Regions from separate parts of the Pan troglodytes genome. Here region 1 is linked to region 2. Evidence: chromatin contacts called from public HiChIP or PLAC-seq data. All regions are on one chromosome and are shown on one strand. Each heading gives the region's core, a stretch centred on a gene start, on an enhancer-like site or on the middle of the called end of the contact. The rest is flanking DNA. Distances are from core to core; before and after follow the strand shown. Region 1 holds the start of NXPH2 (neurexophilin 2). Region 2 holds the start of SPOPL (speckle type BTB/POZ protein like).

Region 1 (6,203 bases), core at 732-3,231, 280 kb before region 2:
CCCTCCTCATTTACAAAGCCTGTGATAGCTGAATGGCAAACTACCAAAGTACCAAATGGAGACAGGACCTCACCTTCTGGCTCTATAGATGAGTCAGCTCAGCTCAGGCAGAGACACCAAGTCTAAATGAGGTAGTGCCTCTTGCAAAGCGGTTAGCCTCTCTCCTCTTCCAGCTGTACCTCTTCAGAAAGGGGTTCCTCTGTTTCTGCAAAACCCTTCCTATTATGTCCGTTTTGTTTCAAAAAGGTTGTCTGTAAATAAGATGCAGCCCTATCCAGGGACGCAAAGTTGGGCAAGATCAACCAATAGAGATCCTTCCAGTTTTTGAAATCCTCTTATTTGTGCTTTTGGGACAGAATAATTTACTAGAACTGGTAGAACAGGGCTCTAAGCCTTGGTAAAGAGGGAATTTTTGTAGGGATGAGGAGTGGAATGTGTGAGATATAGATTTGGATATGCAAATAGTGGTTTTGTTTTTGAGTCTGTTGCAAGGCAAAAGGAGAGTCTGAGATCAAGCAGAAATGGGATGCAGCTGGTGCATCCTTTACCATGGAACCCCCAGTCAGGCTTAGCAAGGGTTTAGGGAGGATGCATGCCCCTTGCTTGCCACTCTCCCTCCCTACAGGAAATGGAGTTGTACTGGAAAGATACCCTACCTGCAGGCTCAAGGACAACACACTCTCAAATTCACACTGGGATCCCAGAACACTCTGGAATAACCTCCCTCCCCATCTGCACAATCTTGGCACACTCAGTGAAAGGAATACTAGGATTTTGCCCTAGTCAAAGCAATCCTCCTGCCTTTGAAACCTAGGACCAAGGCTGCTCTGCTTCAACCGCTAAGATTTAACAACCCTCCTTCATTTCTATTTTGGGGTGGGGGTGGTAAGCAGAGGAGAAGGAAACTTTTTTTTTTTTTTTGTCCAAAAATTACAACTTAATCTGTGCTTTTTGTTGGGTTTATTTTTTAAAGCCTAGAAATCAATTGCAATTCTACTCCCTTGCTTCAACATGGTTTTCTTCTCTAAGAGCTTTGCGTTTCTAGATGTAAGAAACATTCCCGCCTTGGGTATTCTGTCGGAGCAACTGCCTAAAGTCTCATCCTTGGAGAAGTGAATGTATCTCTCCGGACCTTAGGTTTCCCACCTGTTCAATAAAGGAGTGACGAATGACGCCCAAACTCTGTTCTACCGTAAAAACAGTGCAGGTCTGTGAGCCCCATTGCCTTTGATTTTTCCACTCGAGTGTCCAGCACAAAGATAGTAAAAGGTTAAGGATCTCTCCAATGGTGAGTTGTTAACACGGAGGTCGAGGCTCACAGGCATCAGGTTTGCACCTTCGCCCGGCCTCAAAGATACCCCTCTCCAATATTTCTGAAGTCGGAGGCTGTGGTGGGGTATCCTGCCATTATTCTGCTTCTCCAAAGCCCGGGCAGAAGGTCTGGGAGCAACTTTGTCTGTCTTCAGGACACCTAGCTGTCTATACCATCCCCAAACCGGAGTAAACCAGACATCACCTAGCTCCGTTTCTCACAGTTCTGCTCCTGGTCCCTCGAGGTCCCCATTACTCCCCAACCCCAGAAATCCTTCCAGCCGCACCAGGCGCACTTTGTACCCCTTACCCGCGGCTCTGCGAGCTTGGCGCTGCCGCAGAGTAGGGCACTCTCCCAGGGCGTCCTGGGCTGCAGCCTCACCTCCCCGCCCCAGCCTTTTCCGTTCGCAGCCCCCACGCCCCGCCCCAGGACTCTGCAATCGCCTTCCCCTCCTAAACTCTCTGGGCGCTCTCCAGGCGGGCGCACTCTTTCTTGCAGCCACCCAGGGAGAACCTTTTCTTCCCCTCATCCCCAATCTCCCCAGCCAAAGCGAGAGCCAGTCAGTGGGCAGGGCGCTTGGCACAGTGGAGCCTCTCGGACCGGCCTTCTGCTGGGCGGGGGTGGGAGGAGGCACCCGGCCTCTCGGGGCTCTGGGGCACCGGCTGGCCAGGCGTGCTCAGCTCGGCCAGGCATCCGTCCGGCGGGATCGGATCTGGAGAGCAGCCTCGCACTGAACCCATCACCCAAGCGCCCGAGCCGCCGCCTCCCTCCCGCAGGCGCCCCCCGCGCTCACCCCGAGCCCGGCCAAGCGGGAGAGTCCAAGGCGCGACTGAAGCCCCCCGCCGCGTGCCGGAGCTCGAGCTGCCCCGCACGCTCTTTGCCGGCCCCCTCCGAGGAGGGGCGCGCGGGGGGCCGGGAGAGGCACCTCCGGTCCGCCCACCCTCCCCCTTCCCTGCCCGCCCACCCGGCCAGAGCTGCGCGGCACGGCGCAGCGCTCGGATTCCGGGAGGGAAGCGCCGCGCTGTGTCCCTGGCGTCCTCAGTCCTGCCCCGCGAAGTGGAGATGCGCGAGAGGCAGGCGAGGGCGCGCAGCTCGTGAAAAGCCGCGCCAGCCGGCACCATGCGCCTGCGGCCGCTGCCCCTCGTGGTGGTCCCTGGCTTGCTGCAGCTGGTGAGTGCCCGGCCCGCGCGCCGCCCCACACGCCGGGGACGCGTTTCGGCGGGAAAACCGCGCAGGCGGCTGACTTGGAGCCCAGCCTGGGCCTGCTTGGGAAGTGGGGTTGGGGGCGCGCGGAGGTCAAGGAGTTTTGGGTTGCCTTAGAGGTCGAAAGGGAAGAATTGAAGAACGGAATAGACGGGATCTACAGGCGACTGAGGGGCTTAGCACGGGTTGGGACTTGAGCGCTGGGGTAAAGTAGGCAGAAGGTGGCCGGGAAGTAGGTCCGGGAGAAGGAAGCGGTTTATTGATAAGCGGTCAAGGAGAGGATGGAAAGTAAATTGATAGGATGAGAAGGGGCAGAAAGACCTTCCTCCAGTTCACAGTTTGAGAGGCTTGGTGGTGTTTATTTTTCACGTGGTGTTTTGCCCAGATGCACACAGACACTTCTCCCAAAGCATAGCATAGTGCATGCATCCTCGTTCTCAGAGCCAGGTAGTGGCGCCTTGCTGGGGGAAAACTTAGGCAAAATACGGATTTGGGGGACAGCTTGGATTTCTCTTCGTTTTCCGTCTGGCGCTAGGGACTGGGATGGGGCTTTCTGCCAGCTGGGGACACAAGATATAACTTTCATGCCCAGCTCCGCGCAGGAGCCCCCTCTCGGGCATCTCGAAGCTGTCTTTTCAGGGAGACCTCTCCCGCCTGGTCTGGGTGGCTCGGAGGCACTGAGGAATAAGAAACGTATTAAAATGTGGTTTGGGGTTCGCGTTGTCACTCTCTTCTCTCTTCCCGCGAGGCGCCACGCTCTCCTCCTCCTGATATACGCCTATGTTCTATATGCATGGCTAATTATAGTTAAGGGAAAACCAAAGTAAGACCTTCAAGAATGAACTTTTAAAGTAAAATTACAGAAGGGGAGTGCTTTGGCTGGGTCAGCATCTGTGATGGATTTCTTCTGGTCACTTAGCTCTTGCCTTGTTAGGGTGCTATTAAGAGGGCTTTCTCCTGATGCCATAGTTTCTTTGGTCCTCATACTTAAGACTTTGCCCAAGCACTTAGAAGATGACAGTCTCTTCTCTCTCTCTCGCTCTCTCTCTCGTTCTCTTTGTCTCTTTCTTTTCCTATTAGGGGGAAAATCAAGTAACTTTGAAAGTTTATGATATGTATGATATTGTTAAGGCAGAGGCACTTTGCAAGTTCTGAGGGTGGAAGAAACTCTAAAAGGTGGAGAGACCTCTGAGATGCCCGTGGTCCATGCTTGTTACGGTGGAGATTAGCTTCACCTGCACAGCGTTAACTCAGAAACTCTTCAATGGCATCAAGAAGAAAATGCAATGATATGCCCAAATATCCTTGAATGAGCCATCACATACTGGCTATCTACAATACTCCATGTTAAAATACATTTTACATCTTAGGCATTACGAATCCAAAATATATGCCACATTAATCTTTAGTATCCCTTGCTTTAAAATTTTTTAGTCTGGATTCTAATAAAAGGTGATCTAACAAAGCAGCATTTGTATGGTGTGTGTAAGGAAAAGCCTGGGGAAATCAGGTGTTTATGTGGGGTCTTCAGAATATCTTCACGAATCTTAGTTCATTAATTTTGCATTTAATAAATATGAACTGTGTATCTGCTCCGTAAGCAGTGTGATAGGCTCTTAAAGATGAGAAAATATATTTGGGCACGTGTCGGGGAAAAGTTCTCCTCCCAGCTACTATATTGGAAATGTTAGATATTTTTTTTTCCACACCACCATAGTCAGTAAGGAATAGGAAATACATCTTGAAGGGATTATATGCTCTCCTTAAGAGCTAGATTCTAATATTACAGCATGAACTGATTGATTTGCTTTTAAAAAAGCTTATGTCAAATTCTAATCCATTTTGGGATTGTGCTTGGGTTGTAATGTTTTTCTCCTGGAGCACTTTATCATGGTAAGTGAGGTAGGGAGCTGCAGCCCTGTTGATAAGCACACATTCCTTACGCTGCCATCCCTTCGGACAATAAAAGGCTGTTTACATTCTCCACATTCTTAGAGCTGTTGCCAGCCTTATAACACAAGGGGGTTAGAATGTGAAAGGAAAACAGAGTGGCTGAGCATATCTAAATTGAAATATTCCCCAATCCCAGCATATGCCCCACTCCAGTAGGTGTCAAAAAGGACAGATCATGATTTGCTCATTTGGATGGCTCATAGTTTTGTTCTACCTTTTTCAGCTGATATTGGACTTCTTTGTTAAATCCTAACAGCAAGGGGATAAAATGTTTTCTAGATATGAAACTAGTCTTTTACTTTTCTAGGAACCATATGTACTAAAAAAATCTGCCCTTTGCTGACATAAGGCTTTTTTTGTTTTGTTTTGTTTTAATTTTTTGGTGAGGGAGGAGTGAAGTTACCTTATTGTCGAAATTGGATTTTACTTTTCCATCTGCACTGCCAGCCTGAAGAACATACTTTTAAAAAATATTAAATATTTTAAAAGAATAATAGATTCATTTGGGCATATTGAACATTTAGTGATATGAAAATTACCTGTTTGTTTCTGAAAGCAGTCACAGGGAATTGAGCCCAAATAAGTCACTAGCTATGGTTATATATAACATATATAATATACACGTATATATAATACAGTCACAATAACTATAATTTTTTTTACCTGTTTATGTGATATTTAAAACTTCTAAGAAAACAGTAAGTGGAATTGATAAATACTGCAGGTAGCCTAGGAAGAATGTATGTCTCTTACCTGTCCTTGCCCAATTTTCCTGGCCTGTGTATAGTGCTTTTAACAGACAGGTTGCTATAGCTAATTAATGGGATTGCTATTTGCAAGATTTAAATATCCATCTTGAACATATTCCTTTTAAAAAAATTCTTATTCAGCAACATACTCTTATAAAGAATATTAAGAGCATGTTATATCTTTTCTGCCACTAATGAAGAAAAAAATTAGCATTTGAAATGAATATTATATCAAAATGAGTGTTGCTTCATCATGATACAAGGTAAAGACTTCACCAGATGTCAACTGTTTACAGATTTGCATGATGATTTGTAACTGGTAATAAGTGTGATTTTTTGCCTTTAGGTAAAAAGAAGATTATAAAAAGGATAAATTTTAATTTAAATGAATGATTAGCTAATGTTTAAGATAAAATTTAGGGCTGATTTAAAAAATCAGTTTCTTACACATTTTAACTTGTTTTACTGTGATACAATGCTGAGTTTACAAAATAAAATATTAGTTAAAAGCAATGTAAGTTGGCAAATTTTTAGAATCCTATAAAATCAGATCCTTGTGATGAAAGATGGTAACATTTTAGGTTCATCTTTTTAGTATCACATAATTTATTAAGGGTACTTACATTAAAACTAATAATTTTAATATTTGTTTAGTCTGATGATTCTATTTATTTCTTCTTCTGTACTTACAAGAATTGATAACTCTTTACTATCTTCCATTCAGAAATGACAACTTTCCTCATACAGCCTTGATCAATAAACATCAACATAGTATTTTCCAGTGCCGGATGAATAGTCCTCTGTTGGCTATATGACAATGTGGAGGAAAAAAAAAAAACACCACTATATCATTGTTATGACTTAGAGTTGACTGTGCATTAAAATGAACTCCTCATTATAAGCATCATTATTTTACACACTTTAAAAAATGAAAATTAAGATTAGACAATTAAATCCTTGGTTCCAGTCACCCACCTCCCAGTACA
Region 2 (5,970 bases), core at 2,411-4,910:
GACTTCTGCCTCCATGAATACAAGTAATCTCTTTCTATTACATGTCACCAGAGACTGGCACAGATGGGTTGTTAATAAACTTTTGTTAAGTGAACAAATCCAAGTAAGGAAACAAAACAGTGAGCATGACCACTAAATGTAAATGCCTTCAATATTTAATCATATATAAGGCTTGACATAAGACTTTTGATGAAGTGCTTTAAAAGAGTTACATCTCCTTTACTTTCTTCACTAAACAACATGAAAAGAGAAGGAAACTCTGCTGTGAAGCTTAAATTTATAAAAAATAAATAAGATATTCAGAAAGGTGAAGAATTTTCTCTAATGAACAAGGAAGTGAGTCTTCTCTAAAGTAAATCAACAAGGAAGTGAAAGGTGTGAGAGGCAAAAGAGTAATAGATGAGAACTATGCTGCCTAGCTGCAAAACTTTCTCAACTGTCTGATTTTGCAGAAGTTAAGTAATCTGTTTCTCAAGTTCCTCATTTGTAAAATAGGAATAAAAAAGCCTTATTAAAGAATTATTATGGGTTTAAATAAGTTAATACATATAAACTGCCTGTCAGTGCCACATCAGAATAAAATTACAAAAAAGCAGAGACTGCATATTACTCTTCTCTGTACAGGAGCTTTTCTCAACTAGGGCTCTGCAGAAATTAAGCCCCACAAAAACTGGAGTAACTACTGCTTTAGTTCTCTCAAGAACGGTACATAGCTAGTACTATTCTAGGTGCACAGGAGATGAGATAATTCATTACATAGCTTAGATGCCTCAGAGCATTAGGGTTTGATTTTCACCCAGAAACATGGTTGAGAAGGGCCACTCTCATGTATCCCCAATGCCTGGCACATGGTAGATGCTCATTAAATATTTTTGGAAAGAATATTTACAAAACCAAGAAATAGTGCCAGGCATAGAGTAGATGTTAAATGTCAATTTTATCCCACCCTTTCAAAGTTCTATAAGCTTTAAAAGTCTGATTCTAGGGGAGTTATTTTTCTTCAACCTGCACTGTTTATATAAATTCATGGCCAAAAATGCAGATATAGACATTAGGAAAGCCAAGAAACTAAATGTTGGAAGGAACTATGTGGAAGCAGTGAGAGATGAAAATCAGGTAGAACCTGGATATGCAGGAGAAAGAGCAAAGGTTATTCTAGGTCAGGGAACAGCATTACCAAAAACAGTGTCACCCCCAAGTATGGAACATGCTCCATGGTGGCACAAGAATGATTTTAAACCATAAATGGAAAAACATTTTTATTTTGATAGTTACATATGTACATATTTTTACATATAATTAGGACAGCAAATAGTGATTTCAAACTTTTACTATTTAAAACAACACAAAAGTAATATCTATTCAGATCTTTTAATGTGAGTCCTTTAAAAATGTAATAAGTAAGCAACAGTGCACAAGAGGTAAGCAAATACGGCAAAAACTGTCAGCATTTTTTAAAGTGAGTAAAATTCTGTAAACACCAAGCCAAGAAGACATGTGAATATGAATGAACATAACACATTAAGAGAAAACGGCCACCAGTCTTCTGAATGAAGACAAGCCAAAGCTCTATCTCGAGTACTGATTGAAGATAAAGGTCAGATGAGTATGAAGAATACCACCAGTTTTGAGTATTTAACTTACAGTACTAAAATTTTTATCTGTAAAATCTCATTTTCCAGTATGATGAATCTGTTATACACAGTACTTTCACTTTGTTTATTCTCAAAACAAAGGTAAAATTGTAGAAGTTCCAAATAGACATCTGAAATAAGGACTGACCTATCTGTAGCTTGGTAGTTAGCTGCCTTGAAAATGGTGGGCTAAAACCCTGTAGTTTTCAAATCAGAAGGAATTAATTTATACAATAACAAATTATACATGCTATCTATATCAAAAAAGGATGTTAAATGTCAAAGAATAAGAAAGTAGCTTTCCATTCCCACTTTCCTGTCTTAGAATTAATCTACCCACAAGCCAGATCAAGTCAAACCAAGAAGTGATGATAGCATTTATCAGATATTTGCCCTGTGCCAGGTACTGTTTTAAGTACTTTACTTGTATTTACTTGTGCAATTACTAGCACCATCCTGTGATGTAATATCATAACCCCATTTTACAGCTGTAAGTATACTGAGGCGAAGAAATATTAAGTAACTTCCCCAAAGCCAAAGCTGGTAGATGGCAGAGCAAGGGTTTACACCCCGGCAACTATACTAGTCTGAGCTCTAGAGAAGAGTTCTTAACCACTAGGCAACATTTCTCACAAGAATGATGAAATGGTAATTTGAAATATTCCACCAATCTCATTGTGGCAGATGTAATTTTTCAAGGTATGAACCTTTTACCTCTGTCAGTTTCTAGTCCAAGAAACAGTGGATTCAATTGCAAGTGGGAAAGTGAGTACCACAATGGGTCAAACTAGGCCCAAGATTATTCAAAAATAGACAAAGCATCAGAAGCCTGGAAAGAATCACTGAATGACAGAGTTCAGTCAGCAAAGAGACAAGCGAAAGTTAGGATAAGCAGATGGTGAATCTTATTTCTACTGGGTTGTGTGACTGCTTTGAGAGAGAAAATGCTACCTTCCCTTTTCTGTTATGTTGAATCAATATACAAATACATTGACTCAAAAAGAATTAGGAAAAAGGAGAGCAGCAGGAATACAAGTGGGCTCTTTGAAGACTTGGATCCCGAACCGCGCGGTTAGCTTGATGTACTCTGGTATAAATGAGCAAAAATGTATTAGAAAGCAGGTTAAAGAGAGGTTAAAGGCATGACCACCGGACTGGAGGTACTGAGCGGTCTGCGGAGCTGAGAACTCTGCCTAAAATGGGCTAACAGGGACGAGAGTTTCAAGTGTCTGTATTCGGGATGAGGAGGTATGAAAGTGGACGCTGCGCGGTGGCAGAGCATGCAGTTTCTGCCTTTGGGCAGCACTCAGGTAAAAAGGGGCAGGCGTGGAGGTATACAGGTATAGAGGAGGAGGGAAGCCAGAGGAAAAGAAGGGGCGAGGCCCGGGGGTAAAACTAAAGGGGATCCTGGAAGGTGGAGGCTGGGAAATCAAGGAGGGATTGGGGGCAACCCCGGGGAAAGTGGCGCCGCCGCGCGAGGGAAGGGCGGTCCGGGGGCGTGGGAGGTAGTCCCCAGAGCAGGCCGGAGCTCGCCGCCCGAGCAGGGGTCCGGGACCCAGAGAGCAGAGGGCGCAGTGAGGCGCGAGCAGGAGGCCGCCGGTCTACGGAGAGCCGGGGGAGGGGAGCAAGCGCCTGGGGCTGCCGCGGGGACTGGGGGGAGGGGAAGGGGCGCCTACCTGGACGTGCTGGGCGGCAGCGGTCAGTCCCGGTGGAGACTCCTCTCCCGCTGAGGCGGCGGCCGTGTCGGCCCTGGGAGCCCGAGGCTGCGGTGGTGGCAGCAGGGGTGATGGCGGCAAGTCCCTGTGGCGGCCGCCTCCGCCGAACCGCATCCCTCCTCCCCGACCCGCCCTCCTTCCCTATCTCCCGCTCCTAAACTTCTTCCCCGGGATAAACAAACCCGCCGCCAGGGGCGGCCACCTCCGCCACTCCCGCCCCCGCGCAGCCCCCACCCCCCCGCCGCGGGCCCGTCTGGGCTCCGGCTTCCGAGTTACGACTCCAGCCCCGGCTCCAGCCCGCGAGGGCGCGTGCGCGCGGCGGCGGCGGCGGCGGCGGCGGCGGCTCCTGGGCCCTTGCTCCCTCCTCCAGCGCCGGGCACTTCCGGGCGGGCCCGGATTTGCCGCCGCGCTTGGGAAGCCGCCACCGCCGCCGCCGCCGCTGCATGGCACTAGGCTCCCGGCGGGGCAGGTTCCGCAGCCGGCACCGCTCTGGCTAGGCGCACGGAGGCGCCTTGCTTAGCCTGACCCTTATTTGGCCAGGCGTAAAACTTGTCCTGCCTAAAAGCTTGCTGAGACCTCCTAACTGGTCTAATCCGCGGGAGACGCCAAAGGCGGCGGCCGTTTGTGCGCACAGGATTTTTCTTGGAGCTGTAGCAGTCTAGGAAGCCAGGGTGGAACTTTTGCTAAGCTCCCGTTGTAAGCCCAGAGCTGTAATAACTGCTGAGACACAACCAGCAGTATACAGGCTCCAGTTGGAAATCGAGAACTTTCCAGGTAGATGAAGTGCCCCATGGAGCAGTTTTCAGGTGGAGGGGATGAGGCTCAGCTGGAAGTCTCAGGCCAGAAGGAGAGCCTGCCGAGGGGCGGCCAGGGATGCCTAGGAAGTGAGTGCAGAAGACCAGGCGGCCTCCTGGGACCGCACGGTGGGAAATAAAGCTGCACGTGCACAAATGTGTGAAGAGAGGATGGGATTGCCTTGTCTCTTCGGACATTTAGTTTAAAAAGGGGGTGACAACTGAACTTTTTATTCCCCACGGCCATGGGACAAAGATACTTAATCGAGCTACCAGGAGTAAACTTCTTTAAAGAAGTTTAGGGGACCAACAATCCCGGCTTTGCCAGAACAGACATGAACGTCATTCAAGGATCCCAACTCTTTTTACTGTAACTGTGCATACGTCAGCAATTTTTGTTTTGTTTTGTTTTTGACAGGGCTGTCTGTCACCCAGGCTGGAGTGCAGTGGTGCCATCACAGCTCACTGCAGCCTCGACCTCCTAGGCTAAAGTGATCCTCCCAACTCAGCCTCCCAAGTAGCTGGGACTACAGGAATGTGCCACGCCCAGGTAATCTTAATTTTTTGTGGAGACGAGGTCTTGCTATGTGGCCCAAGCAGATCTCGAACTCCTGAGCTCAAGGGATCCTCCCACCTTGGTCTCCCAAAGTGCTGGGATTTGCAGGCGTGAACCACCACACCTGGCCATAAACCAACTTCTCATTGCTTACCTGGCTTTCCAAGAAAAGAGAGAGGGCAGAGGGAAAATATTTATTATTTTGCTATGTGCTGAGTATTCTAAGCATGGACTTGTATCATCTCTATTCTCTCAACAACCTCTCTAAAACTTCAACGTAGACATTTCCATCTTAAAATTAAGCGACAAGAACTAGAAATGGCAAGTAATTCATCCAGAGGTTACTGGGATTTGAATACTGGACAGGCAGATCCCCCTCATTTCAAATTAATACTACATTAGCTGTCTTTTTTATTTCTTTTTTCTTTTTGTTTGTTTGAGACAGGATCTCGCTTTGTACCCCAGGCTGGAGTGCAGTGGCGCGATCCTGGGTCACCTCCCAGATTCAAGCAGTTATGTGCCTCAGCCACCAAGTATCTGGGACTACAGGCGTGAGCCCGGCTAATTTTTGTATTTTTAGTAGAAACAGAGTCTCACCATATTGCCCAGGCTGGGCTCAAACTCCTGGCCTCAAGTGATCCTCCCACTTCTGCCTCCCAAAGTGCTGGGATTAGCACCTGACCTTACATTAGCAATCCTGTTGACTTATTTAAGACAAAACGTGCTTTAAGACAAAATCTGTGCCAAAAGTTTTCAGATAAAGATAAAATTAGCAATGTAACCGTAAAATTCAAAGTTGCCTTGGGCTGAGTTGGTAGAATGTTTATGCAGATCAAGGAACTCCAAAAGTTAAAAAACAGAAGTGGAAGTGAGCATTAGGGAATGGGGGAAGAGTTGGTGGAGAGAGGAAATATTTGTGTAAACATTTAACCATCTCCAAACACCAGCAAAGAGCAGTTGAAACGATTTGCTATACTCACTGTGCACCCGTGTTAACTTTATGGTATGTGACATACAGCAAAAAGTACATGTAATTTTTGACTAAGCCTTTTAGCTCTTTCAATCCCTTCGTAGTATGTCACCCCCTCTCTTCCAATAATTAAAAATTATAAGACACCTAGTAAATATAATACACTCATAGAATTAAGTTATAAGTCCATCAAGTACATTTCCAATTGGAAGTTAAGAGTGATGCTGACCCTTCACAGTTGACTGGGCTGAAGTTGGGAACTGATTCAATAAACTTCCACCACAAGGATGTCAAATTGCTC

The links. HiChIP or PLAC-seq counts read pairs in DNA pulled down with a chosen protein or histone mark.
Region 1: an H3K4me3 HiChIP or PLAC-seq map of stem cell-derived excitatory neurons shows a contact between it and region 2, with 6 times the contacts expected there. The contact joins the promoter of NXPH2 here to the promoter of SPOPL in region 2. A contact is called at or near these places in 1 of 7 Hi-C or Micro-C datasets (stem cell-derived neural progenitor cells) and 1 of 1 datasets of contacts at active chromatin or transcription factors (stem cell-derived excitatory neurons).

The regions. Positions count from the first base shown.
Region 1 is chr13:40,826,028-40,832,230 of NHGRI_mPanTro3-v2.0_pri, reverse strand. It overlaps NXPH2 (neurexophilin 2), which reads left to right and starts at 1,981. Exons shown (of 2, transcript XM_001156594.7): 1 at 1,981-2,482. The coding sequence starts at 2,432.
Region 2 is chr13:40,547,259-40,553,228 of NHGRI_mPanTro3-v2.0_pri, reverse strand. SPOPL (speckle type BTB/POZ protein like) reads right to left here and starts at 3,660. Exons shown (of 11, transcript XM_001156481.7): 1 at 3,311-3,660. It overlaps LOC129143307 (a long non-coding RNA gene), which reads left to right and starts at 3,679. Exons shown (of 7, transcript XR_010149731.1): 1 at 3,679-4,123; 2 at 4,562-4,693.